4 separate regions of the Sus scrofa genome follow, and all the other regions are linked to region 1. A link is a contact called in public Hi-C and HiChIP or PLAC-seq data. All regions are on one chromosome and are shown on one strand. Each heading gives the region's core, a stretch centred on a gene start, on an enhancer-like site or on the middle of the called end of the contact. The rest is flanking DNA. Distances are from core to core; before and after follow the strand shown. Region 1 holds the start of RPL3 (ribosomal protein L3). Region 2 holds the start of APOBEC3B (apolipoprotein B mRNA editing enzyme, catalytic polypeptide-like 3F). Region 3 holds the start of CBX7 (chromobox protein homolog 7). Region 4 holds the start of MIEF1 (mitochondrial dynamics protein MID51).

Region 1 (5,224 bases), core at 2,353-4,852:
GGCCAGCCACCACTGTCCATCTGGTCCCAGGTACCAAGGCCTTCGCTGGACTGGGCGGCTCTTAAGCCCCTCTTCAACAGGAAGCTGAAGGACCTTATGTCTTACCAGCCCTAAAATCCTGAAGCTTGGCATGAAACCAACGCACTGAGGATCGACTCCAGATAGTTAACTGTGCCCCACCCCTAAAGCAGCAAGGGATCTGAAACTATCACCTCCACGGACAAGACCCTGGGCCAGAGCTCACCTGGGTGTGGGCAATGACCCGGATGACCTGGCAGTACTTCTTCATGCTACTGAAGTCCCTCTCCAACTGCTTCTTGCCATCTTCATCCTGCCACTTCTTGCAGTATTTGGTGAAGGCCTTCTTCTTAGATTTATGCCTTCAGGAGCAGAGCAGAGTTGGGGAGGGGGCCAGGTGCCGGCCTTCATCGCCCCTCCAAGGGGTGAGCGGAAGGCACCCCAGCACCATGTGGGGATGGGGCTCATTGCCGGCTTCTAAGGAGCCTTTTCCACCGGCAAGCGGAGCCTGGATGGAGCTCATCGGGCAGAGCCGAGCGGAGCTGAGCAGAGGTCCACAAGATTAATGCATGTCACAGACAACCAGATACACAAATCCTCGCTCCAGGTTAGCCCTTAACCAGACCCCACACCCTGGGAGGACTGGGGGCGTTACTGCTCTCAGCTTCCCAGTGGACTACTTCCCCACAAGGAAGGCCAGTGTCTCACGGTGCTGCTCCCAGCTCAGGACAGTCTCTCCCCAGTAACTCTTCTGAATGAGGCAGCTAATCCGACACCAGAGCAGCTCCTCCCAGCCCAGCCCTCTGGGGCCCTGCTCCTTCTCCCCAGCCCAACCTGGGTGAGCAGCCTCTGCTCACTTACCAGTTCTTATAGAAGCGCCTCTTGCACTCATCGCTGATGTGCTCCGCGAAGATGGTCTTAAAGGTCCGGAGGCCCCGAGGGGTTTCCACATAGCCCACGATGCCCACAATCACCATGGGTGGCGTCTCCACAATAGTCACAGCCTCCACAACTTCCTTCTTGTTCACCTCTGCAAAGCAAGCAGGTCGTCAGGCTCACTCAAGTCCCCAGCAGTAGGGGTTAGAGTTTTGCAGAAAATTGTCAAGAGCCCATCCTGGCCAGCAAGACAGGTTGCTTCAGATAACAGGGAGTGTGTCTAAGCCCGCAGCAGCAGTCTCAACTCCCAGGACTATCCTACTGACCTCTTAGACTGCACAAATTTTCAGCTCATCAAAAATAACTGGACTGTTTCCTGGCGGCTCAGTGGGTTAAGGATCCAGCGTTGATCCATGGCCCAGGAATTTCTACATGCTTCAGGCATCAGCACTATTCAGTTAGGTGCCTGAAAATGTGGACTCACCAATTCCTTCAACCAATGGCACTATAATGTGTAATGATTTCCTTTAAACTGCTCATTAATAACATAGTGCCCTCTGCTGGCAACAGAAACTCCATCCTTGGAGTTCCCATTGTGGCTTAGCTGATTAAGTATCCATGAGGATTTGGGTTTGATCCCCGGCCTTGCTCAGTAGATTAAGGATCTGGTGTTGCCGCGAGCTTTGATGTAGGTCGATGTGTTTCGGACCCAGCGTTGCTGTGGCCCTGGCGTAGGCCACAGCTGCAATTCAACCCCTAGCCTGGGAACTTCCACACACCGTAGCCGCAACCCTAAAAACCAAAAAACACACACACCCAAAACACAAAAACAAAACCCCCCACCAAAAAAAACCCTACACCCTCATCAGCCATTCAGTTCTGGTCCATCATAACCATCCCAAGCAAATGCCTTACTACCTAGGTAATACCAAGAATACTAAGCATACTGGCGGCCTGAGCTTAAATCTGACAGTTCTGACTGCCTCACATCTACTGCCATTCAATAGTCACTGCTGTTTTCTGTGAATTTTTCGGCCCGGCCTGGGGCCACGTGGGAGTTAGCCATCCAGGGATCAAACCCTCACCAAAGCAGCTACCCCCCACCTGCTGCAGTTAACACCACATCCTTAACTATACAGAAACTCCTAGTGACTTTTGGCTTCGAGTTTCACAACCCAGAACACAAGTAGTGCTCACGTAAGGCTCACAGTCCAGTGCTGCCACTAAAAAACCGTGTGGTTTTTATTTGACCCTTGGCAGTGACAATATCCTAAAACAGCGTATGTATTTCTCTGCACTGTAGCTCTTACTCATCACCCTTCCCTTATGTCCCTCTGCCCAAAGCAAGCAGGGCCAGCCATCCGTACCCCGCAGCTTTGACCGGTCCTAAGGTATGTCATTTCCATCCCATTATCCAGTTTCCCCTCTCTCCAAAGCCTGCCCCGTTCCGACAGCTTGGCCCCACCTAGTCCAATCCCAACTAGGAGGACGTAGTGTGTACTTACTGGACCCAGGCCTATCGACCTCCCTCACAATGTGGGTCATGCCAGCCTTGTAGCCAAGGAAGGCGGTGAGGTGCACGGGCTTGGAAGAGTCATCCTTGGGGAAACTCTTCACCTTCCCGCGGTGCCGGCTGCTACGCTTCCGAGGCAGGAAGCCCAGGGACCCGTGCCTGGGAGCGGAGAACTTCCTGTGAGACTAGGAAAAAAAACCACCAAGTCAGCACCTTAAGTAGCTCACTTCTTCCCAGCTGCCTGGATTCTAAGAGGATTCTCAGCAAGGCTGAATCCAGACCAGCAAACCCAGAACTACATGCTGCATCAAGGTTTGTTTTGGGGACGGGATGGCGCGGATCACACACCCAAAGATCATGATTCAGCCAAACCGGAGCCTATCACTAACCTCAAACCCTCACCTTGTAACTTGCCGTGCCACCCACATTTTCCTCTAAAGAGAACCAAAGTACACCGGTACTGGCACTAAACTTCATAACTTAACCAGGAGCCGTATGTGCATGTCAGGCTCTGATTACAATAGGGTCTTCTGGTCAAATGGCTGGGTCGTGGTTCCTCCTGCTCCCAAGAGGGAGCTAAGCCGGTTAAGCAGGGACCACTAGAACTCGGCAGAGCCAAATCAGAACATGACAATCAGCACACAGTTTCTGTCCGCCCGTCAATAAGTTCATCATCTGTGGTTTCTGAGAAGTCTAGAGGCCCAAAGAGTGGCACCAACCGTCCCAGTCATTTCAGAGGCCCAGGAACCATTCCCCCAAAGTTCCCTCCCGCCTGCTTGCACCTCCCACTTTAACAGTGCCAAATCCTCCCGGAGTCCTGCCAGACAAAGTGTTCGTGATTCCAATCTTGCACGCTTAAGCTGAGACCCAGAAATAGTCCATGGCTTGAGGATTATCGGCCCAGAACCCCCAGGCCAGCTCCTGTGGCAAGGCCTCTCGCCAGCCGCTCGGCAGGCAGCAAATCAACCTCAGGCCTAGCATGTTTTCAGAAAATAGACCTGACTGCGGATTCCGCAGAGTGCCCTGGCCTCCTAAAACTGGCCCCCGGCGCCAGGCGAGCCGAGATGGCGGCGATGTGCCGCAGATTCAGCCATGCCACCCTGGCGGACAAGGAAGAATCCGCCATAACAACACATACCATCCCGCGGTCGGAAGCTGCCGATAGAGGTCGGGCTGGTCTAGGCGTGCGATATATAAATCCCAGACTGGCTCCGCCCCTTCCGGCGTGCGAGCGCGCGCCCGCGGCCGACGTCAGGTCACGGGGCTGGTACTGGGCGCCGTTTCTACGTAAGCTCGTAAGTTACGTAAGCTACGTAAGCCTTGTGTTCGTCTCGACCTTGACGTCAGCTTCTTAGGGCAGCTAGAATCTCTACGGCGAGCGGCTGGCTTCCAACTTAGGGAAAGCCTTGGGGTCGCCCGCTGAGAATTGGAATGGAACAACCCCAAGCAGTCCTGCTGCAGTCAGACTTCATGAAACGCCCTATTACGGTGAAGAACAACAGCTACGGCGCTGCTTTTCCTATAAAACGCAGTCACCTCTGGATGTTCCCTTGGGGTGCAGTGGGTTAAGGATTTGCCGTCGCCGTAGCTGTGGCACAGGACCCAGTTGCGGCGTTGGTTCGATCCCTTGCTAGGGAGCTTCCACGTGCCGCGAGTGCGGCCAAAATAGGTAAATTAAAACGCAGCAACTTCTGGAATTCAGTAACCCTGTTGGGGCTTCAGTTCCAAAGCGTTTTCAAAAAACTCCAAAAAGACAAGAAAGAAATGGAAGAGAGGGAGGAAGAAAGGAAGGGAAGGAAAACTTCAGGAAAAAAGCTTTCACCCATGGTGTCCCATATCCATCCCACACAGTGGATCGGCGTTGTTGCTATTTTGAGCCGCTTCCTGACACTAACTTGCCTTTTATTTTTTCATTTTTTTAACTCCGCTTGTAATAACGTCATTTTAATTCAGAAATTTAAATTCACACATTCATAGCAACTATTTTAAAATAACTTGCCTTTTATAATACGTCCTGATTTCTAGCCCCCGTCCCTCAAACCTTATCTCCGCCCTTCCATCAAGTATTGGGTGCGGGAGCCCCCGCTCGGTTCTGAAGGTCTGAGGCGGCGAAACCACCTCACGACCTGGGGTCCTGGGTCCAGCTGCCTGGCTTCACGAGCCTGACCCTGCCAGCCTCCCCGACCCTCTGTGTGAAGGGGGTCCTCGGTGACCTTTGCCTAGGCTCAGGGTCACCTAGGAGGCTCCTAGCTGCTCTCCCCTCTTCCAAGCTTGCCCCGCCACATCTTTCTAAGAATCAAATCTCATCTTGTTAGTTCCCGTGCCCTACCCCACCCCCACCCGTCCCTGTTTCCCTGGGATTAAACCTTAACTCCTGAGCCTGCCACCCAAGAATCTGACCTAACTAGCTACTCAAGCTTCTTGGCTGCCGGGCGCGAACACACACACACTTTTCTTGTATCACCTTCCACCTCCATCGCACCCCTTTGTGTTCTTTTACTCTGGGCCTGGCCATGGCTCACATTGTTGTGAAAAACAACAACAACAAAAACTTCCCATTGTGGCTCAGTGGGAATGAACCCAACTAACATCCATGAGGATGCAGGTTCAATCCCTGGCTTTGCTTGGTGGGTTAAAGAACCCAAATTGCTGAGGAGCTGTGCTGTGAGCTGTGGTGAAGTTCTCAGAGGCCGCTTAGCCGGCATTGTTGTGGCTGTGGCACAGGCTGGCAGCTGTAGCCCCTTATTGGAAATCTGTGGGACCAGATGTGTTTCCAAGTTCAGCATTTTTCATGTTTTAGATAATATCTTGCAATAT
Region 2 (4,979 bases), core at 129-2,628, 190 kb before region 1:
CAGCAGCTGGAGAAGGGGCTATCACACCTGTTTCAGGCTCCAGGCAATGTTCTTTGACAAAGGGGCAGAGCCAGCATGACTAGGTACAGGCAACCGACAGCAAGGGTAAGCACTAAAGGAAACAGAGCCAGTATGGAGTCAGGTTTGTTCTCCTCTGTTATAGCCCTAACCCCCAGGGTAACGGAATTTGAAGGGGAGGCATCTGGGATTTTTACCGGAAAGATGTTGCCGGAATCCAAGTTCCTATTCATGGAGCCGAAGAATGAACTTCACGAACATACAGGGCAGTAAGCAAGCAAAAGTCTTTATTACAAGAAAGCAAATAGCTCCCAGCACAGACACTGGGAAGGGGAGGAAGAGTCCCCCTTTCTTTCATTCTATGGAGGTTTTCATTTCTTAAGGACGGGGGTAGGTACCAACGTGGGGGCCAGATATCAGCTCTTTTGCCCCTTGGCCTTGCCCAGTTTACCTACATCCGTCCTATGTCCAATAGGGATCTTAGAGGTGCACTTGCCATGTAAGTGTTGTGGTTGCTTTTGCTCTTCTTTCCCCTAGACTCGGAGTCACCACTCATCACACTCTTTTGCTGACCGTCAAAGGTATAGGTCAGGGGTTACTTCCCATCTTGATGTAGAGCAAACTTTCAAGAGTTAATCTTCCAACAAGCAAGGCCCGTTTGTCTTGCTGAGTTTTTACAAATCTTAAACCATGGCCATCCGTCAGGGAATATATCGAAGCCCACGTTCCTACACGAACGACCTGAATTATTATTCGGCCTCAGAGGGTCAGGTTTAGATGAGGTCATGAGGCTGAGACCCTCCGCCCTCCATGGGGGAAGAGTGTCCTTGTAAAGAGAACCTTCTGGCAAGCACACCCTCTCTGCCCCAGGAAGGCTGTGGGGACTCTTGCAGAGGACCAAGCGCAGAAGTAAGAATGCAAAGCACATCTGCCCCCTTACTTCCGGCTGTGCCAGGAGAAAGCGAGGCGTCCTGACCCCGGGGTCCACGCTTTCTCATCACCTCCATTCATTCAACAGGCAGGTACAGAGCAAAGAATTGGGTGCAGATTTGGGCTGGGCGCAGGAGGTGGGGGTGCTGAGAGGGCTCCAGCCTGCCCCACTGCCAGTGGGAGCCAGCCTCTGTCCCCCGCTCTTTGCAGCCAGGGGCTGTCCATCCTCCCCTCTTCCTCTGGCATCTTTACTTTCTCTTTCCCTTTGTGTAACATTGGGTCCTGCTGCTCGGAGGGGCCCCGGCTGCATCAGAGGCTGAGCTCTGCCAAGAGGGAGGGCCCAAGAGAAGGTGGGTCTGAGCCTGAGGAAGCAAACCACCCTGGGGCCCTCCCACCCCTGGTGCCAAAGCAGGAAGGAGGTGGGGCCTCCGCTGAGACGGCCTGGGAGGTCACTCTCAGATAAGGGGCTCTTCCTACACTGGAGCCCTGGGGGAGGAAATGGATCCTCAGCGCCTGAGACAATGGCCAGGGCCGGGACCAGCCAGCCGAGGAGGCTACGGCCAGAGGCCCAGGATCAGGTACCGCCACCCGCCCACGCTGTCCCACGAGGCCCCCCTCTCTGCAGCCCTTTCTAGGGCTGTGCCTCTGTCCTCGGCCTCCTCATCCCCAGAGCCCCGGCATTCCCAGCCTCTTTCCGTTCCCTCTCTGGGCTCCTTCTCTGCAGGGCCCACTCCCTTCTGGGGTCTTTGCCCTCTTCTGGGGGGGGGAGGGTGCCCCCACTCTGGCTTCCAAACTGGCCCCTCCTACACCTCCACCCAGCCCCGAGGGTCCTCCTGCCCTGCCCTCGGTCTGAAAGTCTGTCTGTGGGGCTGGATGGTCCCCTCCCTGCCTCTGGGGGTCTGCACCCCCTATTGGTCGGAAATATCTGTGCTGTCTTAATGCTTAGAATTTGGCTAAGGGAGGATGGAAGCCGTGGGTGAATTTTGTTCAAAGCACTTTGATGGATCTTCTGTAGCATTTAAACAGAGAGACTAGTTCTCTGAGGCAAGAAGATAAATCATGTCTTCCAAGAATATCTCCACAGTGAGCAGCAAAATAAATGCCGACTCTTCACAAATCTGGCCCAACCTAGGTGACCACGCTTCAGGTTTATAACCAAACCATGAATGGGGAACTTGGAGGAAAGATGGGGAGAAACCCCTCTGTTTTAAAATTAAGTAGGAGGGAGTTCCCATTGCGACTCAGCGGGTTGTGAACCCAACTAGTATCCATGAGGATGCAGGTTTGATCCCTGGCCTCACTCAGTGGGTTAAGGATCTGGCATCACCGTGAGCTGTGGTGTGGGTCGCAGATGTGGCTCAGAGCCCTGTTGCTGTGGCTGTGGTGTAGGCCGGCAGCTATAGCTCCGATTCGACCCCTAGCCTGGGAACCTCCATGTATCACAGGAGCAACCCTAAAAAGAAAAGAAAAAAAAAAAATTGAGAAAGAAAACCACCTCCAAGGCTGTCCACAGCTGCAAGGTCACATCATGGAAAACCTGGAAATGGCCTTGCCCTGTCAGGGGACCCAGGTCCATCATTTACTGCTCTTAGAGAAGGGCAGGCTCCTTGCCTCTCTGTGTTGCTGTTTCCTCCTCTATAAAGTGGGCATGGCTCCCGCAGGATTTGGGGAGGAGGAGATAGTTCAGATACAAACACTTGGGACACTAGCCGGAGCCTGTGAATGTAGGTGTTAAGCTGACATTAAAAAAAAAAACCAGAAAAACAAAAAAAACCCAAGGAGTTCCCACTGTGGCACAAGGGAATTGACAGTGTCTTGGGAGCGCTGGGACGCAGGTTCAATCCCCAGTTACCTGGCACACTGGGTTAAGGATCCAGCATTGCCATGGTGGTGACTTAGGTTGCAACTGTGGCTGGGATCTGATCTCTGGCCTGGGACTCCATATGCTACAGGGTGGCCAAAAAAGAGAAATAAATAATTAATTAATTAATTAAAAAATATATGCACAAGTAAAAAAAAAAAAAAGCCAACAAAACAAACAAACAAACAAAAACTAAAAAAAGAGTTCCCGTTGTGGCACAGTGGAAGCAAATCCAACTAGGAACCATGAGTTTGCGGGTTTGATCCCTGGCCTCGCTCAGGGAGGTTAAGGATCCGGCATTGCCATGAGCTGTGGTGTAGGTTGCAGACGCATCTCGGATCTGGCGTTGCTGTGGCTCTGGCATAGGCCCGGTGGCTGCAGCTCTGATTAGACCCCTAGCCTGGGAACCTCCATATGCCACAGGTGTGGCCTTAGAAATGGCAAAAGACAAAAAAAAAAAAAACCACAAACAAAAAACAAAACAAATATGCACAAGTGAAAAGTCAGAAGTGAATGGAACTGCAATATTGAAGGCTCTTGTGATTTTGGAGTGGAGAGGTTTTATTACTCTTAGATATTTTTTCTAGTGGGTTGGGGGGATGGGTAGGCAGGCAAACTGGAGTGGAGGTGGGAGGGCTCTGGGAAGGAGCAGTCTGGGCCCCTGTGGGAGAAGTCACCCACCCCGTTGTCCCAGCACCCTCTCCGCTCCCTCTCCCTGCCTGGAAAGTCTTCCAGCAGGGAATTCTCAAGGCCAAAGTGGGGGTTTTGGTCCTGGCGGCTGTGCTCAGAGGGCTCAGCTGGGAGTAACCCCAGGCAACCATCTCTGCTTTTCCCCTTTTCTCTCTTTTGGTCCCAGGAACCCAGAGGAGTGGTTCCATGAGTTATCTCCCCGAACCTTCTCCTTCCACTTTCGCAACCTGCGCTTTGCCTCTGGGCGGAACCGCTCCTACATCTGCTGCCAGGTGGAAGGAAAGAACTGTTTCTTCCAAGGCATCTTTCAAAACCAGGTATGGGCCCGATGACACCCCTAACGTGGGCGGGAGCTGAATAGAGGCACAGGGAGTTCCCATCATGGTGCAGCGGAAACAAATCCAACTAGGAACCATGAGGTTGCGGGTTCAATTCCTGGCCTCGCTCAGTGGGTTGAGGAACTGGCGATCCTGTGAGCTGTGGTGTAGGTTGCAGACGCGGCTCAGATCTGATATTGCTGTGGCTGTGATGTAGGCCCGGCAGCTGTAGCTCCGATTCAGCCCCTAGCCTGGGAACCTCTGTATGCTGAGGGTGCGGCCCTAAAAAGCAAAAAAAAAAAAAGAAAAAAAAAAAGAAAAAAAGAAAAAAATTCTTTTTTGTTTTGTTTTGTTTTGAGTGTCTTGGACCTGCAATCTGAGAACACAGATTCAGGTGCAGCCTAAATTGTGTTCTGCCAGAGGGTTTTATTGGCAAATTGCGGAAGTTTTAGGATGCTTGCACTAATTGTTTTCCCAAAGTTATAATTGGGGGATATAATTACAATTGCAATTCATTGGTTTTCAGAGTATATTATGTCAATACTAGGAAAATGCCTTTTGCAGTGTGTCCGGTTTTTACCAAGAATGCAGACACAGGAGTTCCCGTCGTTGCTCAGTGGGTTACGAACCTGACTAGTATCCATGAGAATGCAGGTTTGATCCCTGGCCTTGCTCAGTGGGTTAAGGATCTGGTGGTGCTGTGAGCTGTGGTGTAGGCTGGCAGCTGCAGCTCCGATTCCATTCCTAAACAGGGAACTTCCACATGCCACAGGTTTGGCCCTAAAAAGTGAAAAGAAAAAAAAAATAATGTAGATACAGCAGTGATACATTCTGTCCTATGCCCTTGCCCAAAGCAATAGTTCAAATCTAGTTCCTGTTTCCAAGATGGGATGAAATTTTAGCCCCCCCAATGGAAAGAGATGTGGTACATATGTATAACGGAATATTACTCAGCCATAAAAAAGAACAAAATAATGCCATTTGCAGCAACATGGGTAGACCTAGAGATGATCATACTAAGTGACGTAAGTCAGAGAAAGACAAATATCACATGATATCTCATATATGGAATCTATTTTTTTTTTTTTTTGTCTTTTTGCTATTTCTTTGGGCCGCTCCCGCGGCATATGGAGGTTCCCAGGCTAGGGGTCCAATCGGAGCTG
Region 3 (4,946 bases), core at 2,221-4,720, 150 kb before region 1:
TCCACTTGCTGTGTGACCTAAGGCAAGCTGCTTACCTTCTCTGAGCCTGTTCACAGCTGCCTCACAAGGCTGTATGGGAACCTGCTCTGTAGACTGGAGAGTGCTGTCAAAAGGCAGGCTCTGTCCCTAGCTCTGTGGCACTGAGGACTGATGCCCCACTGGCTAGACTTGTCTTGCCCAACCCCACAAACCCGCGCTCCGCACTGTACTTGCTGCAGCTTGCAGGCGCCTGCATCTTGCAGAGGCAGCCATCTCTGAAGCCAGGATTCTGAGCCTTCACCTCCTAGGTGCCAGGAAAAGCCAGCAGCAGGGGAGCAGAGGCACCAACCAGAAGAGGCGGAGCACAGGGCTAAGTGGAGCCCACTTTTACCCTTACGTGCTCCAAGCCCCCCAGCTGGCAGCAGGGAAACTTGATGATTCAGTCGTGTCCACTGGCCCATTACTAGAGCAGCTGGAGTGAAAAGCTAGGCAGGAAAAGGGGTAAGAGGTGGATGGAAGGACGCACAGGCGGGCAGACAGACACACACAAAGGAACCTTACTTTGGGGGCCATCCTTTCCACTTCACCAGATATTCGACTTTACCCTGGGAAGAAAGAGAAGCAGACACATGAGATTCACGGATGCCCCACAACCACTCGCAGGACAGCAAGGCCCCTCACCTCTGCAGGTAGATGTCCCCAACACACACACACACACACACACACACACACACACACACACACACACACAGAGTCAGGGACCCCTCAACCAGATCCCCATCAACCACAGACCCTCAAACTTTGAGTGCTGTGTGACCACCAGACTATCCTCCCTGCTAGAGCACAGGGATACCCTGGGTCCCAGAGACCTCCTGGGCTTCTGGGGCAGAAGCTTGGAGCTCACATCACATGTGGGGAAACTGAGACCACGTGGGGATGTGCACAGCCAAAGATCCAGTGTCCAGCGCCCCCATGCTGAGTCCATAATTCTCTTTCCTTTTTTTTTTTTTGTTTAGTTTTGGCCATGCCATAAGCAGATCCTTAACCCTATGGGCCATGAAGGAACTCCAATTCTCTTTCCTTTTTAGATCAGAAGACTCTCCAATTCCTAGAAAACTCCTCCCTGGGGTGCCCCACATGGCTCTAGCCCCGTCAGCCCCATCCCAATGAGAGGCTGCCTCTGACCCAGAGGTGACAGTCCAGTGCTCCAAGATGCTCAATTCACTCTCAACTCTAGAGACTCAGGCAAAACCCCCAGAGAAGGCTGAAAAAGTCCTTGAGAAAGAGTGATCACCTCTCCAGAGATGAAAATAGAGCCAGGCTTCTCCCATTCTCATAGATGACAGGGGCCTTTAAAAGTCTGACCCCACGAGTTCCCGTCGTGGCGCAGTGGTTAACGAATCCGACTAGGAACCATGAGGTTGCAGGTTTAATCCCTGCCCTTGCTCAGTGGGTTAACGATCCGGCGTTGCCGTGAGCTGTGGTGTAGGCTGCAGACGCGGCTCGGATCCCGCGTTGCTGTGGCTCTGGCGTAGGCTGGCGGCTACAGCTCTGATTAGACCCCTAGCCCGGGAACCTCCATATGCCGCGGAAGCAGCCCAAGAAATGGCAAAAAGAAAAAAAAGTCTGACCCCAACCGATGGGTGACGGCCCCTCCACCACGGAATGTTAGGTCCAAGACAGGTCACCTCCTAATACCATAATACCTTCCCTCTCACCGTACAGTTCTCTTTCTGTGTGGCACACAGCCGGGTTGGACAGCATCTATATTTATTTCCTCTTTCATTGTGTGTCTTGTCTGCCAGATTGCCAGCTCCTCCAGGGAAGGAGCGCTCTCCTCGGGGCTTAGAATGGTGCCTGGTACACAACAGATCCTCAATGAATATATTTTGAATGAATGGCTTAAAGCATGAGGCTCCTCACTCTATGGCATTACCCCCAGGGGCCGTGGAGAAGTAAGCAGGTAATTGCCGTACCTGCTCTGGCCTCACTGCGTGGAAAGCACTGAGCTTTGTGGAACAGATTAAAATTGAGGAAACTCTGGAGGAAGGGAGAAGGAGAGGCAGCCCGGACTTGAAGACAGAACTCCGCCTCGTTGCAGTTGGGGCAAGAATAGAATGTCACGGCCCACCTTGACTGCCACTCTTAGCCCAAGATGCCAGGACTGGATTTTTTCTCTCCAAAGATGAGTTGGCAATCAGCCAATTGGAGCTCCTGGCTCTACTTTTATCTCTAACTTGCTGTGTGACCTTGACCAGGCTACTTCCCCAGCCCGGGCCTCAGTCTGTGCCTTGGTCAAATACAAGGAGATGAACTCTTTAAGACCTCTTCCTATCCTGCCGCTAGAATTTCCCAAGGGGCTGCGGAGAGGAGATAAGGCAAAAGGATGGTGGTGCGTGCTGGGGACAGGAACTTTCCTCAAACACTTCGTCCCCAGCCTCCAGTCTGGGGCCGGATCACTTTGCAAACGTGTGCACGGCCAAAGTCCAGCCCTGAGGCACAGGGACCAAACCCAGCGGAAGAGATGCCTCCTTAAATTGCAGGGTGTATGTTTTGGAGGCGAAGGCGAAGGGGGAGGAGCTTCGTGGATGCCCCAGCGCTGTAGGCAGCTTCTCGGAGCCCGGCTGGCCTGGCCGGGCGGGGCTGCGAGTTGGGGAGGGGAAGACGGGGGCGTGCACTGGCAGAGGGGAGAGACTCGGAGGTGAGGGTGTGGAAGGAATCGGAAAAGGTCGAAGTCCAGCAGTTAGACTTCAGAGACTAAGAGACGGCTTTTTCCAAAGCTCCGCCTCCAACTTCAAAGGACTTGGCACCAAGAGTCCAGAGTCCTGAGTTCGAGACCCCGATCTGCGTCGAACACACTAGGCAAGCCGTTTCTTCATTTGGGCCTCAGTTTCCCTATATTTAGAATGAGGGGAGGATGAGAAAGGATGACATTCAGGATCCCTACGGTCTGATCCTAATTTCTAGCTCTGGCGAGCTTATCTGCCCCCAGCATCCTGGGGTGACAACTTTTATACTACTAGCCCTACAAGGTAGCGGGGGAAACTGAGGCACGGGTTGGGGATGGGAGCCCGGCAGTGCGGAGCTGCCTGGGCACCCCTGCCCCACTTTCGCCGTCGCCTCCAGCTTGAAGGTGACAGTGCTGAGGACAAGAGGGGACCCCACAGGGGTCCTGGGAGCCGCCCCCGGGCAGCCTCACCTTCCGCACGCGCTTCTTCCGGATGCTCTCTACGGCGAACACCTGCTCGCCGATGGCTGACAGCTCCATGTGGGGCGGCGGGCGAGCGGGCCCGGGGCCTGGCCGGGCCGGGCCGGGGGCGGAGCTGCGGGGCCGCGTCTGCGGCGCGCGATGCTCGGGCCAGCGGGGACCCCGTCACCCTCGCCCGGGCGCGCACGCGCACGCGCACGCGCGCACACCCCCTCGCGCTCCCTCACGCCGCCGACGTTCCATTTTTGAACCTGCGCAACGTTTTCCTCGGCGCGCGCGAGCGAGCGAGCGAGCGCGCGGGGCGGGGGCGGGGGCGGGGCGGGGGCTCGGCTCGCGCTGGGCAGGTCACGCCCCTCCCTCCCTCCCTCCTTCCTGGCTCCGCCCCGCCCCGCCCCCACTGGAGCTCCGCCCCGCCCGACCTGCGGGCTCCGCGCCGCTCGCTGGAGCTGCGGGCTCGCGGGACTTATTTGGTGCAGTCGCTGCTCGGCTCCGAGCTCTTACTACCCGGACGCATTTCCTAAAATCCTCCCGGTGACTCTGAGGGGCCGGAAACGGCATGGCCCGGGTTGGGCAGATGAGGACACCGGCAGAGCGGGGAGACCATGTGCCCCACCTCGCACAAACGACAGGCGGGGTCGCGAAACGGACCCTTGGGGGGCAGGAGGGCGGGGACGGCCAAGGTTTCCCAATGCGTTGGGGCTTCTCCGCACGGTGGTCTTTCTAGATACCGGCTCCTGAGCGGCGTGATTTGGCCAGTCCTGAGCGGGCGCCCGCTTGTCCATTCTTCTGTCGGTCAGCGGGTCTGCCGGTGCTTGTGCTGAGGCTTCGGGATCCCACGCGGCGGCTACTTCGAGGCAATACTTGGCGACGGGTGCAGCCGCGACAGATCTAAGGTGCACAGTGGGACGGAATTTGGTGCCACGCAGCCACGAGTCCCCAGTCACATGCTTTTGGCTTTTGGCACATAAGTAGGTGTTCGACTGTTTCTGGAATGAATGCATCGGGAGGTCCCGAACGAACCGTTTATCCTCACCTCCCCTCTGTTTCCGCTACGGCGCCACCGTTCATCCTAGCTCGGAACCCTAGTCATCCTTGCCTCTCTGATTCCCAACTCCTGCTGCAATGACCCCAAGTCCCGCCTCTCTGATCTCCTCCCCTCCACACCCCATGTCCGTTCTCTGGGCAACCTTCTCACTGCCCACCCCTCCGAGCCGCCCGTGTCCACACAGTGCCAGAGGGTGCTTTCTGAAGTGCAGATCTGACGGAGTGCTCCGAGTGCTTAGAAACCTTCCGTGGCCCCCCTGTTGCCCTCTGTCTGGAAAAAACGCCTCTGTCTGGAAACAAAGAAATAGGTTTACACTGACTTTTTATCAGGAGCAGCGGAAGCCAGTGGGAAGGTGGTAGAATGATATATTCAGAGCCCTGACAGAAAATAAGCATCATCGTCGAAATTCAGTGAAATTTTATTTCAAAATTTAAGCACCCAGTGAAAACATCTTTCTAGAACAAAGTGTAATCATAACATTCATAGATACGAAAACCAAGACCTTGCCACCAGGAGACCCTCCCTAAAGGAAATTCCAACGGAGGAACTTCAGGCAGGAGGAAGATGATCACAGACAAAAGTCTGCTGCAATAGGGAATAAAGAACAATAAGGAACATGGATAGTATGTCATGATAACAATGTCTTCTGGATAAAAATAGAATCAAAATACACAAAACAATGACATATAACTTGGCTGAATGGATTAAAGTGTT
Region 4 (4,457 bases), core at 1,155-3,654, 160 kb after region 1:
TGGAGCCTCTTCAAGGCCCCCATCTGGACCTCTCCCTTTCCTACCAGGGGTTCCAGGGGTTCACAGTATCCCCAGGATGGATGGGGCCCCTTATGTCATGGGAAGTCTTCCTTCACCAAAGTGAACTTAGGCACCTGGAAAACTGCCTTCTTTTCGCAGTTTGAAGAGCCTGGAAGATGCTCCAAGATAGGCTGGTGGGTGGTGAGGGGGGCAGCAGAGCAATGGCTCAGGCAGGACCTAGAGACTGTGGTTGGCTCTTCAGTCGCACCCCCACATCAGGAGATTCTGTGGTTCTACCACTTAATACTTCCTGGATCTGACCACTCCCCTCCACATGGCTACCTCCTGGCCTGAGCCTCTGTTCTCTCTCCCCTGGGGCTTGGCAACCTCTTGCCCAGTCTCTCTGCTCTAGCCCTGGCACCGTTCTGTTTGTCTCAAGCCAGACCGATCCTGTGAAAATAGAAGTCAGGGGCCCTTTTCGTGGAGACGGTACCAAAACTAAGGAAGAAGCACCTGCCCTCTTGTTGCAGGAAGGGGGACACCTTCCAGGGGCTGAGCATGGGCTCTTTCCTAATGCTCAGAAATGAAGTGGTCAGGAGTTCCTGTTGTGGGGCAGCGGAAACAAATCTAAGAACCATGGGGTTGTGGGTTCGATCCCTGGACTCGCTCAGTGGGTTAAGGATCCAGCATTGCTGTGAGCTGTGGTGTAGGTTGTAGATGCAGCTCGAATCCCGCATGCTGTGGCTCTGGCGTAGACCGGCAGCAACAGCTCCAATTAGACCCCTGGCCTGGGAACCTCCATATGCCGAGGGAGCGGCCCAAAGAAATAGCAAAAGGACAAAAAAAAAAAAAAAAAGAAGAAGCATAGTTGTGTTCATTGTGGAGGTCAAGGCGACCAACACATGTGTCAGACAGGCTGGGAAGATGCTTTTATGACATCGCATAGCCAAGGCCAACACCCTGATGGGGTCTGATGAAGAGAAGAAGGTATATGTTTAACTGGCCCCTGCCTGTGATGCTTTGGGTGGTGCCAAAAAAATTGGGATCATCTAAACTGAGTCCAGCTGGCTAATTTGAAATATAATTTTTTCACCATAAACAAATGGTCAGGTCGTGTTCCTCCTTAGCTCCAAATCTTCTGGTGGCTCCAGCCTCAGCATAGTCTCCCCTCCCCTGCCCCGAAAAGGACCTGCAGTCCTGCGTCTTCCCCAGTTCTTGCTCACTCACTCTACTCCCCTGGCACTGGTCCCCTCTCTTCTGCTCCTAGGACAGCTGAGCCTAAGGGCCCACCTGAGGGCCAACACCTGGAATGCTCCTCCCTCAGGTCCTACTCCAGGTTCCCTTATCAGACAGGCCTTCTGGCAACACTCCACATAAAAAGGCAACTCCTTTCCCTTCATCCTCTCATCCAGTAAGTTTCTCAAGTTTCTCCCGGTTCTTATCACCTCCTCTGACATCAGCCTCCACCAGAATCTGAGGACTTGATGTATTCTCTGCAGTGCCAGTGGCAGTGCTTGCAAAACAAGGATTTATGCAAGAATGAATGGAAGGGTGGGCAATTGTCCTGCCAGATGCCTTTTAATCCACACAAAAGCTGGGAGGGGTTAGGAAACTTGCCAGAGGGCAGGCAGCTGTCCTTAAGTGGTGGAACTGGGACTGGAACTGGAGCTGTCTGGGCTTGATTCCAAAGCCTGCCTGTTCCCCTCCCCTCCTAGACTATCCTTCCTCAGCCGGACACTGAACTAGGCTCTGGGGGGAAGGGGGTTTAGGGATTCCGTAAGGACATGGCTCCTGCCCTTAAATCTGGTGAGACAGAAACTAAAAAAACAGTGCCTAGCAAATAACAGGCGCCAATAACACGTTTTGTTAACTTAAGGAGTGAAGCCCTAGGTGGTCAGCAGACATTTCCGTGGAGCCCAAAGGAGACATTAATGTTGGATGAGAAAGGGGGCGGGAAAAGACTTCAACAGGGGACAGTTGAGGTGGTCCTTGAAAGGTAGGTCTTTGCCAGGGGAGCGGGAACGGCATGGAGGGTTGAAAAGAAGGCAATCTGAGAAAATGGAAGAGCTGTGAAAGCCACGATAGGGAATACTGTTAGTGTTAAAAGTCCCCCAGGAGCCCTCATGGTTCCAGCTCGAGATGGGCAGACAGTGCTGGGGCCTGGCCAGACCCCCCGGACAGACCACGGTGCTGGCAGCAGGGTGGGTGACTACCCCGCCCAGCTGCCTCCCCCAGCTTTCCCTGGCTCTGTTCCGCGGGACGACGACGCCTGGGACCGCCGCGTAGGCGAGGCCCTCAGCAGGCCGGACCCTCTGTGTTGTCACGTACGGAGGCGGGACTCAAGCTTGTGGGCGGAGCCGAGCTAGGGGGCGTGGCCCGACGTGGCTCTGGCCCCGCCCCGAGAGAGGCCTAGGCGGGGGAAACCGGAAGTCCTCCCGCCTCCCCCTGCCTCCAGGCTCTCTTCGATCCCTCCCCTCAGCTCCGTGCGCAAGGTCGTGTCCCGGAAGTGAAGGGGCCATGTTGGCGGGTGACCCCAGGAGAGGTACCGGGCGAGAGGCGAGACTCGAGGAGTGGTAGCGCGCGCGCGGCCCGCAGGTAAGTGAGGGGAGGAGTGAGGGCCAGGGCTGGGGGCTCGCCGCCTTTCCTCTCAGGGCCGCGGCCGGTGCTCCCTATCCGGCCCTGGCTACCGACCTGGCCGCCGGGGGTCTGGCCCTAGCCTGCCGGGCTTTCCCCCTGAGGCCTCTCGTTGGCCCCGCCCCAGCCTCCGGAGCCCTCCCGGGGGGGCCTGAGCCGGCCTGCCCCAGCCTCGGGGTCTTCCCTCTTCGGCTCGGTGCGAAGGCGGGGTCGGGGAAGAAACTGGGGACCCGCCGGGGCCCAGCCGCCCACTCGCCGCTCGACCTTGTAGTAACAGCTCTGGCGTGACAGTCGCTTCCTACTTCATAAAGCACTTTTCCTGTTGATTTCTGGACTTATCTCCTGCTGCGGGAGACCCTTAAGGGGGGCTGAGGGGTGCTCTTCTGCAGTTGAGGAAAAAGGGACGGGGATGGCTGCTAGCACTAGGCCGGAGGCTGATGGCTAGCTGGTTTGGGGCCCAAAGTCCAGACGTTTTTACCAAATGTTTCCCCCACTCCTTCTCGTTTCTGTATTTCAGAAACAAGGGTCATCATCATTTTTTTCCACAGAAGGACGTTTTGAGGGTTCCCTCTTTAGTATGTGCCAGGCCCTGTGCTGGGAAAGTTTGTAGAACACCTAGAAGTGCTGTGCACTTGGTAAGCTCCTAGCCAATGGTAGTAGCTGTCATTACAGAGGCAGGCAGAATTGGGGACACGCGTGCACCCCCTCTTTACAGCTGTGTGCCTGTGGGCAAGTTACTTCCCTCTGGGAGCATCAGTTTTCTCTACTTAAAATGGGGATACCGATGACACTGGTGGTGTGTTAGAACGGGATGAGTTGTCACGTGGGACCTGCTTAGCCCTCGCATGATATCTAGTAAACAGTAAGTGTTAAAGCTTGACGTGAACCCGGACCAGTTTGTAAGTTCCTCAACTTACATGTGATAAGGGATGACAAAGCACTTTACAAATGATAACCCCCTGCTGTTGTGTAAGGACTGACTGTGACAGTTTATGTGTAGCTCCATTGAATACAGATGAGAGTAGGTAACCCTAATAATAGCTGTCCCTGATAGACTGCTTAGTAGATGCCAAATGCTGTTCTAACCACATTCACATACATTCACTCATTTCATCCTCTTACCGGCCATGTGGAAAATACAATTTTAATCCTCCTTTTACACATAAGGAACTAAGGTAAGTACAGAGAGGTGAAGGAACTTGCCAAAGGTCATCGGCTCATAAGTGGTGGTGCTAGGATTCAGTTATGACTGAGAGCCCTTAGCTTCAACCCACCTAGACGCCCCCTTAGGGTAAGGTTCTATTGCAGGTGCTTTGCGAACAATATCTCAGGCAATTGTTAAAATAACCCTTTGTGATAAGTACTATATAGCAACATATAAACCTAGATAGCATTATCAATGTTTTTGCAAACGAGGAACCTGATGCTCGTTATGTACTTTGCTGGAAGTCATGTACTTTGCTCGAAGTCGTGGCAAGTAAGTGGCATAGCCAAGAGCCAAGCCCTGGTCTTTCTGCATAACCTGTAGTTTCCCAGGAGCAGGGTCAGCAGGCTAGGATCTGGTCCCATCCCTGCCACCAAGTCATAGCGTGACCTTGGCAGGGTGAGGTGGGGTGTCTCTGAGACCGAGAGGAAGAACTGCTGTATCAGTCTCTGTGGGCCCTTCTGTCATGAATTCTGATTCTAGGCTTCTGTTCCTTCCCTTTCGCTTACAGCCTGACGCCCAGCCCCTGTCAGTCCCCCATGGCCTCATGGAGCCGAGAGGCGGTGCTGAGTCTCTACCGGGCTCTGCTGCGCCAGGGCCGGCAGCTTCGCTACACTGA

The links. Hi-C and Micro-C count contacts between places; a contact is called where the count stands out from the background. HiChIP or PLAC-seq counts read pairs in DNA pulled down with a chosen protein or histone mark.
Region 2: a contact with region 1 is called in an H3K27ac HiChIP or PLAC-seq map of skeletal muscle, with 4 times the contacts expected there. The contact joins the promoter of APOBEC3B here to the promoter of RPL3 in region 1. A contact is called at or near these places in 1 of 47 Hi-C or Micro-C datasets (embryonic fibroblasts) and 2 of 2 datasets of contacts at active chromatin or transcription factors (alveolar macrophages and skeletal muscle).
Region 3: a Hi-C map of fetal skeletal muscle shows a contact between it and region 1, with 4 times the contacts expected there. The contact joins the promoter of CBX7 here to the promoter of RPL3 in region 1. A contact is called at or near these places in 4 of 5 promoter capture datasets (fetal liver, fetal skeletal muscle, liver and 1 more), 36 of 47 Hi-C or Micro-C datasets (adipose tissue, alveolar macrophages, blood and 18 more) and 2 of 2 datasets of contacts at active chromatin or transcription factors (alveolar macrophages and skeletal muscle).
Region 4: a contact with region 1 is called in an H3K27ac HiChIP or PLAC-seq map of alveolar macrophages. The contact joins the promoter of MIEF1 here to the promoter of RPL3 in region 1. A contact is called at or near these places in 3 of 5 promoter capture datasets (fetal liver, fetal skeletal muscle and liver), 9 of 47 Hi-C or Micro-C datasets (embryonic fibroblasts, epiblast stem cells, fetal skeletal muscle and 4 more) and 2 of 2 datasets of contacts at active chromatin or transcription factors (alveolar macrophages and skeletal muscle).

The regions. Positions count from the first base shown.
Region 1 is chr5:8,921,075-8,926,298 of Sscrofa11.1, reverse strand. It overlaps RPL3 (ribosomal protein L3), which reads right to left and starts at 3,602. Exons shown (of 10, transcript NM_001244063.1): 1 at 3,546-3,602; 2 at 2,400-2,592; 3 at 880-1,048; 4 at 245-380. The coding sequence starts at 3,548.
Region 2 is chr5:9,112,364-9,117,342 of Sscrofa11.1, reverse strand. It overlaps APOBEC3B (apolipoprotein B mRNA editing enzyme, catalytic polypeptide-like 3F), which reads left to right and starts at 1,378. Exons shown (of 8, transcript NM_001097446.1): 1 at 1,378-1,526; 2 at 3,666-3,816. The coding sequence starts at 1,447.
Region 3 is chr5:9,068,836-9,073,781 of Sscrofa11.1, reverse strand. It overlaps CBX7 (chromobox protein homolog 7), which reads right to left and starts at 3,470. Exons shown (of 6, transcript XM_013997510.2): 1 at 3,179-3,470; 2 at 541-584. The coding sequence starts at 3,247.
Region 4 is chr5:8,760,034-8,764,490 of Sscrofa11.1, reverse strand. MIEF1 (mitochondrial dynamics protein MID51) reads left to right here and starts at 2,404. Exons shown (of 6, transcript XM_001929366.6): 1 at 2,404-2,595; 2 at 4,350-4,457.